4 separate regions of the Sus scrofa genome follow, and regions 2, 3 and 4 are each linked to region 1. The links are chromatin contacts, called in public HiChIP or PLAC-seq maps. All regions are on one chromosome and are shown on one strand. The core of a region is the stretch at or near the end of the contact, and the rest is flanking DNA. Distances in the headings are between cores, read along the strand shown. Region 1 has its middle 23 kb from the start of ZFAND5. Region 2 overlaps TMC1 (transmembrane channel-like protein 1). Region 3 overlaps TMC1 (transmembrane channel-like protein 1). Region 4 overlaps TMC1 (transmembrane channel-like protein 1).

Region 1 (3,589 bases), core at 1,060-3,559:
ATTACTAAGAGGAAACCTCGGGGGTAAGGGAAGGTTTTGACTAAACCAGCTTAACAGGATTCTTGCTGAAAGGCAGGCCAGGGCAATTAGAGTGCGGGATTCTGGTCAAACTGATTTAGGATTTTTTGCTAAAATTGGACAATGCAGAGAAAGTCATGGAAACCCAAAAAAGTCAAGGCCTATTTGAAAAGAGAGTTCAGAGGAGCCTGAATAAACTCTTTTGGTCAAGGAGAGAATCTTTATCACTGGGAAGAAGTGAACTGGGCTCCAGAAAAATTTACAGGGTCTTCTGGGTCTGTTATGAACCAGCTCTGTAACCACAGACTGGTCATTTTACTTCTGGGCACCTGTAAAATGAAAGGTCTGCTTTATATGGTATTCAGGTGCTTTCCAGCTTTAACATTTGGGGATTCCAGAAGAGAAGAAGGATTCTCATTCAGAGTCTCATTTCCTCTTAATAGGAGAATGGAGTTAGAACTTGGAGGAAGTTTCGGCTACTCTCTTCAGTGAAGCTCTCCTCACTTGGAACATTTGCTCATCTTGAGCTTCACCATGAGGTATCTTCCTGGTCACAGACATCTCCGTTTAGACTTTCCTGCATTATCTACCAACAAGAAGAGTCTTCCACTTTGCTTCGAGCTTAACTGTGGTTCTGTTCAAATTCAAGTATATAATCTGACAACATCTACACTTTTGTTTCTGGAATGAAGCCTTAAACTTCAAGGGAGGTGGGTGAGAAGGGGAGCGAGTGGTAACCGCATGTGAGTGGAATCGATAGTTTCATTGATCTCATCAGTAGTTTACGAAGTGAAAAGACTACATCCTCCACAGTCCTGATTTCTCTATTGAAATTCTGTGGAAGGGCCTGGATCCATTGCGGCCAGAAAATTATACCCATGAAATGAACTTCCGGTAAATGACTCTGACAGAACCAGAGGAATTACGTTTTGAATACCCTGTTTCTTCATAAAGGCCACGATTTCCTCACACGGATTGTTTCACTGACAAATGTTCTCTCCTCAGAGCCAAGCCCCGCACCTATGAGAAACCTCTTACTATGGACTTTCTCAAGAGGGCCACTTGGCTACTACACATTTTTCTGAAGGGCCACCTGCCTTTCCCTGGATCGATAAAGGATGCTGCCTTCCCCCACAGCAGCTTCTTGGGCTTTTAGTTTAATCAGTCTCCATTTGGGGACTTTAGGTTCTCTCTCCTCCTCATTTTCCCATCAATCCCCACAGAAGAACACATTCCTTTTCCAAATATCTCCAACCTTTGATCACTAATCTTCCCATCAGCTGTCAGTGAGAGGTCTATTAAATGTTTCAATCTTGAAATCTTTATGATGAAGACAAATGAGAAATAAACTTGTTGTGAAATACCTCCTAGAACATTTGTGTCTCAATTTCTTTTACTTTTTCTCTGCTCTGAGGCTTAGATACAGAATAGAAACTGGATTTCAGTGACAGATGGCAGAGGATAATCTTTCATTTTGTCATAAAATTAACCCTCAGAGGGGCTTGAAAAAGACCTTTCTTTTGAAATATCAGTGGCTTCATATTTCCTTGCTTTTAACTGGGTAGCAAAAGCATTTCCTCTTTCATTTCCAAGATAGAGAACATGTCTTTCCTTTTAACCTAAACTGCCTCACAATATATGAAGTTGAGGCTGCCCTCTCCACTCTGTTTTATTTACCCTGTGAGTGCCCTGTGCATTTTAATTAATGATGATTTTACTGTGTTTGAGCCCTAGCAAATAAATAAGAAAACAGGGCTATTAAAGATAATCCAATAAACAAACCTAAGAAAATCTGTCTTCCCATTGTCTTCCACAGGGTTATTTGTTGATATTTTTACAGAGGACCTGAGGCTAAATAAAATACAATACTGAAATTAATTTTTTAAGGTTTATAAACAAAGATGATGTGCATGACTTTAAAAATGTCTTTTAAATCTTATACTGCCTAAGAAATCACAGGTTAATATGCAAATGAAGTATTAGTTTTTTTCTTTGAACAAATTCAGCCAAAGGAATTTATAACAATTTAATAAGTGAACACCTGTAGTAGGTGTTAGAACAAAGCAGTCAGAGAGAAAATGAGACCAGTAGCTTGCTTTTTTTTTTTTTTTTTTTTTTTTTTTTTTAATGGCTGCACCCGCATCATATAAGTTGCCGGGCCAGGCATTGAATCCGAGCTCGAGCTGTGACCTAAGACCAAATCCTTTGACCCACTTGCAGCTATAGCCGTACCAGATCCTTTGACCCACCACACCCAGTCAGAGATTGAACCAGCACGGCCACAGAGACAACATCAGATCTGAACTAGCTGCGCAATAGCAGGAACTTTAAGACCAGTAGCTTCTGACCTTAATCAGTAGGATGCAAAGAAGCCCAAAGACAAATTATCAACTGGGCAATATCCTGGGTATTTTATGATTATCTAACAAGAATGAGAGTTAAGATGCTTCCAAATATGAAAGGAGGCAGATGGTTAGTTCAGATTGAGAAAAGAAAAACTTAACCTGGGTTAATGGCTAGAACAAGTCACAACATGCTGAGGCAAAAGTCCTCACATTTGGGCTTTGGGGAAAAGTTGTAAAGGGCACAAGACTACATAAAGGAGAATGGGTCTTTATGTGACATTGAATCCTAGTGATGCCCATTCTTCTTTATGTGGCTTTGCATAACAGTAATTATTGGTGAATATGTATATGATATACATAGGAAAGACTAGATTCCATTAGAATTCTGAATGAGGCAAATCATTTCTGCATATGTTAACAAGCTCTCCCAAACTTCCCTCCTACATTGAAAGTCTGACCCCAGAGATGTTGAAGAGCAAGAATAATCTCTGTCAACAGAGAAGAAAAATGCACAATTTAAAAGTTGAGAATTACATTTTATGCGGGAAACTTATTGAGAACTATAGCCTTGGAGACAGCCTCTCAGAAAGCTCTGAGGAAATGGTCCAAAGAGGTAAGGGAGGAGCTAGGGCACTTACGAATTTTTGCTGAAAAAAAAACCATGTAGTGAAACATCAAAAGGTTAAGGCTAATCACAAAAAACGGATATCTCAGGCTAATGATTTTAGTGCTTTTCCATGTATGGGAATAAGCAAGAGTCTGAGTTTTGTTTTGTTTGCTTTTAAGGGCCACACCCACGGCATACTAAAGTTCACAGGCTAGGGGTCGAATCAGAGCTACAGCTGCTGGCCTACACCATAGCCATAGCAACACGGGATCTGAGCCGTGTCTGTGACCTATACCACAGTTCACGACAATGCTGGATCCTTAACTCACTGAGCAAGGCCAGGGATCAAATCCAAAACCTCATGGTTCCTAGTTGGATTCATTTCAGCTTCACCACGATCTTATTGAAATCATTCCTTTGATTCGCATCTTAATTATTTAGGACCAGATTTCTCTCCATCCTAAATTCCCCTCAGTGCATGCCATCAGGCATGGCTGCAAGGGTTGATGGCTTGTGTTCAGTCATCCTTTGTTGACTGAAATGGCAGGGGACTTTTTTTGGTGCATATCCCTTTGTAGGAATGAGGGGTGGGAAAAGTTGAAAGGAGAGGAGACCGATG
Region 2 (3,447 bases), core at 932-3,431, 130 kb before region 1:
GTGAAAAATAATGTTCATTTACTCATTCTTTCAATATTTATTGAATGCTAATTATGTTATCAATCACTTTGTTACATGTTGGCATATTTTCAGTGAACAACAACAAAAATATAGTTATTCTTCTATTTTAACCCTGAGGACTTAATATGGTCACTTTAATCAGAATTATAACAATGTTGAAAATTTTTAACAAGAAAATATTTTTCATGGTAATTTTCATTCAGTCAATTAAAGAGAGTAGGGGTGACAGAAGAGTAAGCACAAAGAATGAAAACACAGGAAAAACCCCAGAAGAACATGGAAAGAGAGCCTATAGCTGTTCTGCCATAATAACAGATAAGTTCTCAAATACATTGGCACATCAGACCACTCTTGGTTTTCAACATCCTTAGGTTGACAATGACAGACAACACGATGCCCTGCTATAACCAACAATGTGGACAATGTTTTCACTCAAAGAAGTTTCCTTTCTACTGGCAGTATTCTTAGGTTGGAAACAGACCAAAAAGTTCCTTGAATTTCAATTTCAGGAATTTTGACATTATTCTCCTGCTAATGGGCAAACAGTGGAGTTTTACTACCTGTTATTCTAAGTTTCTTAGTATACTCACAGAAGCCTATTTCTTCACTGGATCCAGGTTTGAAATAAATCAGCCATAACCCTTAGGTGAGTTTCTGTGAATAGGGGGAGAAAAGAGAGGAAAAAAATGCCACCATCCAATGTGGAATACAAACAGACAATTCAGAGAGAGGTGTATTTATTTCTTTCATAAGAATTCAAAGCATTTTTCCACTCAGCTCAGTTTGACGTCCCCATTCCAGTCAGTAGTATGATACCAAGATATGGGAGTGTGAGTGTGAGTGTGTGTGTGTGTGTGTGACTGGGCAGGGAAAGAGGCAGTAAAAGGGAAGTATGATCCAGTTGTTACTAATGGATTGCTAAATTTTCCCTCAAGTAAAGATATTTTAGCCTTCTCTTTCTCCTATGTCTTATGTCATATCTTGGCATCAAATCAGCCCTACCAGAAGCAAGCACATTAACTCTTTCAGCTCTCTAGGGTAACATTCAGACTATTCAATGCATTTCTGGTGCTCTTCTCTCTAAATGGACCATACGAGGATAATATTTAGTTCAATACACTAGTGATTCATAAAACAATTCCCTGGAGGTTTGAAAGAGTTAACCTGTACCTCTCCCTAAACATTTAGTTTAGTACAAAGTGGGGGAAACGAGGAAAATAGAGACTAATATCTCATTAATTGGCACAAAATTCTAGTGACATAAGCAAAAGACAGAAAGTACCATCTTTAATATACAAATGGAAAAACTGAGAACCCCAAGAAATTCTTGTTCACAGTCACACAGTAAGCTGACCTCAGAGCCAAAACTATTTCCAGGTCTCCAAATGTTCCATCTGGAGCTCTGCCTATGATTTCCTCCAAATTCAAACTCATGTAGGGAAAGGGTGGATGGAAGTGTGTAAGAGGTAGAGGTTAACACAAGAGTACTTGTGGGCCCTTCCAGGTCCAAAATTCTGTCTTTTTCATTTCTCTGAAATGCAAATGTTGGTCTGTTCTACTACAAATTCTGCTTGAGATGAAACAGAATTTTAAGTATAATCTGTACAACCATTCCTTCCCAATTTCCTTCCTGGCCAGAAGTTACCGTCACCTCTGACCACACAAAACCAGAGGCCTTTCTACGTTTTGCCTCAGTTCCCATCAACGTGTTTGCAACTTCCCATAGTTTATTTTCATCTCTCTCCAGCAAACGAGGCCTCTTGTGAAATGAGAGAAGACAGGGTCAGCAAACACATGCCTGCTGGCTCAACAGAAAATACCACACAGAGCTGGGGGAGCCCGCATGGGGGCTGCCAGGAGGCTGCACAGCTAATTTGCACCCTGGCACTGCAGTTGGATTTCTTATGAGACAGAATTCTTGAGATTAAGTCACTGTTGTTGAAAAGGAAGTCGGGAATAACAAGGGTGGGGGAATTGCCATGACTTTGCAATCCAACTGTGACCCTCTTCATGCCAAAGTTCAGAATAATAAATTTCGGAGCTGGAAATCATCCAATGCATATCTTATCAATGAGAAAACCAAAGCAAACAGGGAAGTGACCTATCCCAGACCACATGACTCATTAGTGGCACAGTCAGTGAATGAGGGCATTTGAGTGTAAAGAACAGAAAGAGAGAGGCTGACATTACTTCAGATAATGAGGATGCATGGGGGGCAGGGGAACTCCAGTGGCAGCACAGACAAATTTCACTGAGAGCTAAACACTGCAGATACGTAAGAGCAGTTCTAGTAAATATATACTCAGCCTGCCACTTTCACTCTGGCAAACGTGTCTTAGACATCAGCATCTGTCTGTCTGTCTGCTCTAGTCCTTTAGTACTATGGGCACTAACTACTCTCTTCTCTGGCTTTGCTTTTACTGCTTTTGTTTATATAAATACACATCTCTTTATTCTCCTGTCTGCTTTTAATTCCTGTTTCCCAGAGTTTCTGCTTCCTATGTTGGCTTCCTGACTTACTTTCTGTGTGTCTCCTGTTTTCTGCCCACTGACAAACAACTGACTACCCGTAGATAGACTTACATTCAATTTCTGGGTGGAAGGATCTGATGTAACCCTCCAGCAGTTCTATAGCGCTCTGCCTCCAGACCTTAGGGTTAATACAGATGATGGCTACAGAAAGAGGTCCTTCCCTGGTCAATCAGGATAGACTAGAAAGACAAGATGAGAAGTCATTTTTCCTCAGAATGGTCTTGAGCATAGAAAACACTTGGAGTATAATTAGTGCTTTGGCCTAGACTTCACAGCTCTTGGTTATGTAGCATGTAGTAGTGAATAAGAAAATATTTCTGGAGCAAGGCTGCTGGGTTTTAATCTTCTGGCAAGTTTCAGTTTAGGCAAGTTAGGCAAGCTTAGATTCCTTATCTTAAACATAGAGATTATAATATTGTCTATCTTATAGGGTTGTGAGAGGACTGTGATAATTTACATAGAATGTTCAGAAAAGAATCTGGCACATAAGTGCCCAATAACGTTGTATATTATTGTTATTATTATTATTATTATTATATTGTTTTTTTCCACAGCACCTGTGATAGTTTTAAAATAGACCTGCAGGGAGTTCCCGTCATGGCTCAGCGGAAACAAATCTGACTAGCATCCATGAGGATGCAGGTTCAATCCCTGGCCTCACTCAGTGGGTCAAGGATCTTGCCATGAGCTGTGGTGTAGGTCACAGATGTGGTTTGGTTCCCCAGTTGCTGTGACTGTGATGTAGGCCAGCGGCTACAGCTCTGATTTGACCCCTAGCCTGGGAACCTCCATTGCCACGGGTGTGGCCCCAAAAAGATTAAATAAATAAATAAACAAATAATTAAAAAATTAAAATAGACCTGCAAATCCTGTGACACTTCTTCCACAAAAAAA
Region 3 (3,165 bases), core at 274-2,773, 210 kb before region 1:
CCATTTTCTACCCAGTACCCAGTACCAAAGCCATTTCCACAGCACCCCACTTCACCGTACCGAGTTCTATTATTAGTCAGCTCAGGCTTCCAGAGCAAAATACCATAGACTGGGTGATTTAAACAACAAAATGTATTTGTTGATCAGATTTGGTGTCTGGTGAGAACACTCTTCCAGGCTTGTAGATGGCTGCCTTCTCACTATGTCTTCTCAGGACAGAGAGAGGAAACGCTGGTGTTTCTTCCTCTTCTTATAAGGACACTAATTCCATCGTGGGACTCTACTCTCTAGTTTGCTTCCAAAGGCCCTACCTCCTAATACTATCTCATTTGGGCGCTGGGGCTTCAACAGAAAGATTTGGGGGTATACAAGCATTCAGTCCATAACATTACTAGAGCATAATCTAGCTGATCCTGACTGATGCAAAACCTATGACAACAAGGGAAGACAATCTTAGGATGAAGCCAACATTGTAGATAGCAAAGTGGAAAAATAAATAGAGTTTTTGATATCATTGAACCACTGAATCATCTCCTACTGGAAGGCCATTCCATTGCTAGACTTACCAGTTAAATAAGAAATAAATTCCCTTACAATTTAAGCGATTTGAATCAAAAATTCTTAACTGGTACAGTGATTAGCTTCTGTATTACATGACTCCCCAACAGTGGTGATAGGTGAATGGAATAAGAGAGGGCACAAGATCTCTGAGCAAACAAGATGCATGTTGGGCAACTGTCTGTGAAGCAGCTGGATACAAAAAGCTCTGTCCCATAGGAATATCATATCCAGGGAAGTCAACCCACTTGGCTTCAAGTCCATCAGTAGGTCTGCTGATAGTGGCAAGAGTAGTTGAATTAGAAGTAGAGGAGAGCTACACATTGCGAAATCAATTTCATAAATTGTGGGCTACAGTCACAGTTTTCATTTTCTTTTTTTTTTTGCCTTTTCTAGGGCCGCTTCCTGCGGCATATGGAGGTTCCCAGGCTAGGGGTCTAATCGGAGCTACAGCCACCAGCCTATGCCAGAGCCACAGCAATGTGGGATCTGAGCCATGTCTGCAACCTACACCACAGCTCACGGTAATGCCACATCCTTAACCTACTGAGCAAGGCCAGGGATCGAACCTGCAACCTCAAGGTTCCTAGTCGGATTCGTTAACCACTGTGCCACGACGGGAACTCCTCAGTTTTCATTTTCTATAGCAGAATTAAAAAGCCTTCCCCATTCTGAGAAAAAATTGGAAATAAAGAAAAATTATTTCATACCTTCACCCCACCATATTGGGCAGTCTCTGATATCATCATTTTAGTAACACCATGCTTCTGCAGGAAGAAGGCCCATAGCAGTGTAACAGAGCAGAGAAAGTAATGGAGGCCTGCATCTGCCACCAAGGAAGCTACAAGACAACAGGCTAGAGATGAACAATATCCTCGCTGACCTGTCAGTTCCAAAATGCAAATAGATCTGAGAAACCCAACTATACGCCTGTTCCTGTTTTTCTGTGATGCTGGTTCTGGGTGGAGATCTCTAACTTCCTTATTTCCTACCATAAGTGTTCTTTGAATAAACCCTTCTAAATTACAGTGCCTCTCCTCTTTGAAAACCAAACACTTTTCAATATCCAATTATTCCAGCTAGCTCTCTCAAAAAGATAGTTCATCTTCCCTTTAACAAATATTACTCATATTTTTAAGGGTTGGAAAAAAAAAAAAGAGAGAGAGAGTCTTTTCTCCCAAAGCAGCATTTGTTTAAAACAACCTTAAGCCCAGACAGGTCATAGTTGTTGCATCACTTAACTTCCACCAGATGCCGCTGTTGCTGATTCACCCAGCCGGAGGAGTCCTACAAAACTTAATCTCATTACTGAAAAAACACTAGCAACTGCTTCACAAAGAACTGCTTCTCCCTGTTCCTGAGAAATTATCTGTTTTAACAACTACCATCTCTGTAAAAGACCTGCTGGACATTTAACAACTGTCTCAGAGGATTTCCTGAAGTGTGATAAGATTGAGAGAAACCCTCAGGATGCAGTGGTGTTTTCTTGGAATCTAGCAGGAGAGATGACCTTTTAGAAAATAATCACACAAATAAACACATAACCACCAACTCTGATTTGTGCTATAAATCAGAGAACAAAGGTTCCTGGTTGCTAATGACCAAGCCTGAGGGGTGGGATCTAAAGGGGCAAAAGAAGCTAAATGTGAAGGCCTGGGAGGAAGCATTCTTCCAAACAGAAGGAATGGAACTTAAGGAGGCACTGAGGCTGGAAGGGTTATGACACTTTGGAAAGGCTAACAAAAAGAGAAGTCAGAGCTTTGAAATTAAGGATAAGAGTTAAAAAAAAATGTTGCAAAGCTGAGTGGTCCCACTGATAAGTCCTTTCAGTGATTATCTATACAATAATTTTAAAATTTATAGCTCTAATCACCTTCCCTCAAGTTCTCCCAAGTCCCTACTTGATATATTCACTTAGTTGTTTCAAAGACACCCTTAAATACATGCATTCATGTCCCTTCTGGGTGGCTGTTCCCTGGATATCAATAAATGGCACAACCCACACATTCAGTTGCAAAATTCAGAAAACTGAAGAGTCCTTACAGTCCCCCTCATCCTTAGCTGCACAGACCATCTACCATCAAATTCTGTTCATTTTATCTACCAAATCTGACAGCTTTTCTCTAGATCAGTGATCACCAAACTAGCATGATTAGCATCTCCAGAGAACTGGTCAGAAATGCATGTTCTCAGGTCCCAACCCAGACCTATGGAATTAAAAGGCCCAGAAAAATCTGCATTTTAACAAATCTTCCAGGGACTGGAAGTCCAGTATAGATTGAGAATCACTGCTGTATAACCACAGGGTCCCTGCTCTGTCTCAAAATCTGTTCCATCATTTCTTATCAGGACTACTATAAAAGCTTCGCAATTGTTCTTTCCCACATCCATAAAGCCTCCATCCTGGGTGAACCTCAGCCCTGGCATCCATTATAATCTACAGGAATATACTCTAAACCAACAAAATCCAAATCTCTGAGGATGGGGCCCAGGCTCTGACACTGTTTAAAAGTTTCACTTTGAAGGTCAAGACTGAGAATCACCACTTAACTCAATTCTGCTTGTTAGCCAAACTGATTTTTTTTTTAAAATGCAAATCTGGTCTTG
Region 4 (3,103 bases), core at 352-2,851, 180 kb before region 1:
CTAGGGGTCCAATTGGAGCTGTAGCTGCCAGTCTACGCTACAGCCATAGCAACGCCAGATCCAAGCCATGTCTGCAACCTACACCACAGCTCACAGCAATGCCAGACCCTTAACCCACTGAGTAAGGCTAGGGATAGAACCCACATTCTCATGGATACAGACAGGGAACTCCTGGAGGGATTGTCTTGTTCATGCAGTTGGCTTTCCCAAACACGCCTGATAATTCTATATCCTACTATTCAACCTACCTTTTATTTTCTAAAAATATTGAGGGACAATCTCTTATCTGTTGATAAGATCTCTTTCCTCTCCTTTGCTGTATAGGTTTAATTAATTTTGTACTTCTATACTTTTATTTCAGGGAGGTGTGGTGAAGCACAATTAGTAAATACAAATGTTCAGTTCACCATCTTGGATCAGAATGCTAACCAACCCTTTTAGAATCCACTGAGCTAAGAGATATTGCATAATTATGAAAAATGAACAAAGTTCTAAAGACCCAAAATATTTAAGAATGTGGGTTAAAAATATTTATTTATAATAACTGAATCTTACAGCATAAGCTTCTATGCCTGAAGCAATCCTTTTGTTTTATTTTTGTTCTGATCATAACCACACTAGAATATGGTTCTAGTATAGTTTCCATTTTAATTGGAAAGGGGAGAATTTAGACAGAGACAGAAGTAAAAGAAACATGGTTAGGGTAGGAATTCCTGCCTCTATTGTGTCAAGGAATATATTTTCTCCACAGATAAAGCTTTGTGACTGAGCGTGGGTCAGAGGGCAACATGTTGAAGCGAGAAAATCAGCTCGAGGTTTGGAAGAGGAGCAGTAAACTTGAGGAAAGTTTACAAAGCACAAGATCTAAACATTTTTATCTGGGAGATCCTAAGCATGTCTCAAGATCCACAAAAAATTTCCCAAAGCATTAATAATCATACAAACCCATACCTTCTTCTTCCCCTCTCCTACTTCCAACCTCTTACAGGTTTTCAATCCCAAATCCTATTTTCACAGGTCACAGATAAGGAAACTTGACCCAAGGGTAAATTTAATCTATGGAATAAAACAGAATCTAGGACTGGGATGTTCCAGAAGATAACGATCAAATTTGGGTGCTCCAGGATAAAGTCTTGATTAATGAAGAAAGATTCAAGAGGCAGAATTGTTTTAGGCAAAATAAGACAGCTAGACATCTTAACTATCTTTAGCTGGAGAGCTATTTTGTGGATAATACTAAAAAACCATTTATTTCCTCCATAGAAAGGAAAGAAGGACAAACTTGCAAAAAAAAAGTTAAATATCTGAAGTGTTAAACATCTAAAACCATCCTGGGGAAAGGAGTTATAATCATGAACAAAAAAGACTTTATACTTGAGAAGTTATAATCATGAACAAAAAAGACTTTATACTCCAGAAGTTTATACTGGAGAATACAGACACATAAACAGGCTACCACAACAAAGTATGATAAATCCTACTATGAAGTGATCACCAGGGGCTATGGGAACTTAAAGAGGAACATGTTTATAATGAAGGGTTGGGGAAATGTTCTCAGAGGAAGTGACGTCTTCTTTGAAATCTAAAGAATTACTTACATATTATTCAGGGGAAAGTTTAGAGGAAGTCGCTATGGGAAGGTGAAAGAGGAATCTCATATCAGAGAGAACAGCCTTGAGGACAGAGAAGAAGGGTAACAAAGTCCTACAAGGAACTCATTGCGGCTGGGACATCATTTGTGAGGTGAAGGGTGGTGAGGCCTGAGGCAAGAGAAATAAGCAGAAAAATCAGAAAGGGACTCATGCACTACACTAGAGATCACAAGGGCAAAGTGGAGAGCAATGAAAGGGTTTGAGACTGGGATGCAACCAGATCTGATTTGCATTTTAGATTTCTCTAGCTGTATTATGTGGAATGCTTTAAGAGATAAAAATGACTGAGTACTTGGTGCTGGGAGTTCAGGTAGAATTCTGTGGCAGTAACTTTAGGAAAGAGGAAAGCAGTCCTAGACTAAAATAGTAGCAGCATATTAGAGAGAATAAGATGGAATCAATTTGAAAGATATGTCTGTGGCAGAATCAACAAGGTAGGGAGAAGAAACTAAAACTTAATAAGCTTTTTGTTTTTAAGTCTAAGTCCTTAAACTATTTGAGTCTAAGGACTCCAGAATTGTTAGCTGTTCACAGTGGGACTTCCTTGAGGGTTTTTCCTATTTCTAAACTGCTTCTCCTTCCTTTCCATTCTAGCATTGTCAAGAGTCACTTTCCATAAAGGACCTGTTCTTTTAACATCTGTGGTCCACTCTCCATCTCCTCCCCTAACCCATAAGATTGGTCTCTCTTCTCCCCAGCCCACTCACTCCAGTCCTATATCCACTGCAAAGCCTAAACCATTCCTTATAGAATTGTTCCTGAGGACTTCTGGAAAAAATACAGTGATGGCCCTTAGCTCCCCAGGGACTTCAGAAGAGTTGAGAGTAGATGAGGGAGCACAGAAGGGATTTTTCAAGCAACTAGTCTCTTTTCAGATCTCACATCCAGTATGAATTAGTACGCACGTCTCCAAAGGACAAATACTAATTCTCAAATATATAGAGTCCATAAAATGATAAGGAAAAAGCTAAACTATTTCATACTTTACAAGGCACCACTCTTAATACAATAGACTCAGGGTTCCATTTTCTCCTCAGCTTTCAAATTGTGCTTCTTAAGTTTTGTCAGGAATAAGAAAGGTCCTGTTGCCAAGTTACCTCTTCATGGCCACTTTCCGGATACCAAGCAGCCAAAGTTTTGGGATTACTTGTCCTTGAGACTTCATTAAATTCTTAGTCAAAGTTGCTCATCCTCCTATGTTTCTGCATGAGGTAAGGAATAGTAGGTAGTTTTAGTGTTTAAGATATATCTATCTGTCATGTTCCTCTAGCCAAATAACAAAAATTGTTTAGCAGCAGTAGAATATTATGGAAAGGACATTGGATAAAGGAAGATCTTGCCTCAGAAGTGCTCACTAACTGCCTGATACTGAGTAAATCTCTTAAATTCTCTGAGCCTTAGTTTTCTCATTAGTAAATAATGGGTAACATGACTCTTTTTTTTTATCATCA

What was found. HiChIP or PLAC-seq counts read pairs in DNA pulled down with a chosen protein or histone mark.
Region 2: an H3K27ac HiChIP or PLAC-seq map of alveolar macrophages shows a contact between it and region 1. The contact joins two enhancer-like sites. A contact is called at or near these places in 2 of 2 datasets of contacts at active chromatin or transcription factors (alveolar macrophages and skeletal muscle).
Region 3: an H3K27ac HiChIP or PLAC-seq map of alveolar macrophages shows a contact between it and region 1. The contact joins two enhancer-like sites. A contact is called at or near these places in 2 of 2 datasets of contacts at active chromatin or transcription factors (alveolar macrophages and skeletal muscle).
Region 4: an H3K27ac HiChIP or PLAC-seq map of alveolar macrophages shows a contact between it and region 1. The contact joins two enhancer-like sites.

What each region holds. Positions count from the first base shown.
Region 1 is chr1:225,684,276-225,687,864 of Sscrofa11.1, reverse strand. No RefSeq gene overlaps it. Among named protein-coding and RNA genes, the nearest start is that of ZFAND5, 23 kb to the left of the region's middle. Within about 2 kb of position 2,309, at least 6 of the 83 cell types and tissues checked have an H3K27ac peak or open chromatin away from gene starts, as enhancers often do. A contact at or near this core is called in alveolar macrophages, where this site is marked.
Region 2 is chr1:225,813,650-225,817,096 of Sscrofa11.1, reverse strand. All of the region lies in intron 2 of TMC1 (transmembrane channel-like protein 1), which reads right to left. Among named protein-coding and RNA genes, the nearest start is that of TMC1, 100 kb to the right of the region's middle. Within about 2 kb of position 2,181, at least 46 of the 83 cell types and tissues checked have an H3K27ac peak or open chromatin away from gene starts, as enhancers often do. A contact at or near this core is called in alveolar macrophages, where this site is marked.
Region 3 is chr1:225,891,364-225,894,528 of Sscrofa11.1, reverse strand. The region is part of intron 2 of TMC1 (transmembrane channel-like protein 1); the gene reads right to left. Among named protein-coding and RNA genes, the nearest start is that of TMC1, 180 kb to the right of the region's middle. Within about 2 kb of position 1,523, at least 5 of the 83 cell types and tissues checked have an H3K27ac peak or open chromatin away from gene starts, as enhancers often do. A contact at or near this core is called in alveolar macrophages, where this site is marked.
Region 4 is chr1:225,868,564-225,871,666 of Sscrofa11.1, reverse strand. All of the region lies in intron 2 of TMC1 (transmembrane channel-like protein 1), which reads right to left. Among named protein-coding and RNA genes, the nearest start is that of TMC1, 160 kb to the right of the region's middle. Within about 2 kb of position 1,601, at least 1 of the 83 cell types and tissues checked has an H3K27ac peak or open chromatin away from gene starts, as enhancers often do. A contact at or near this core is called in alveolar macrophages, where this site is marked.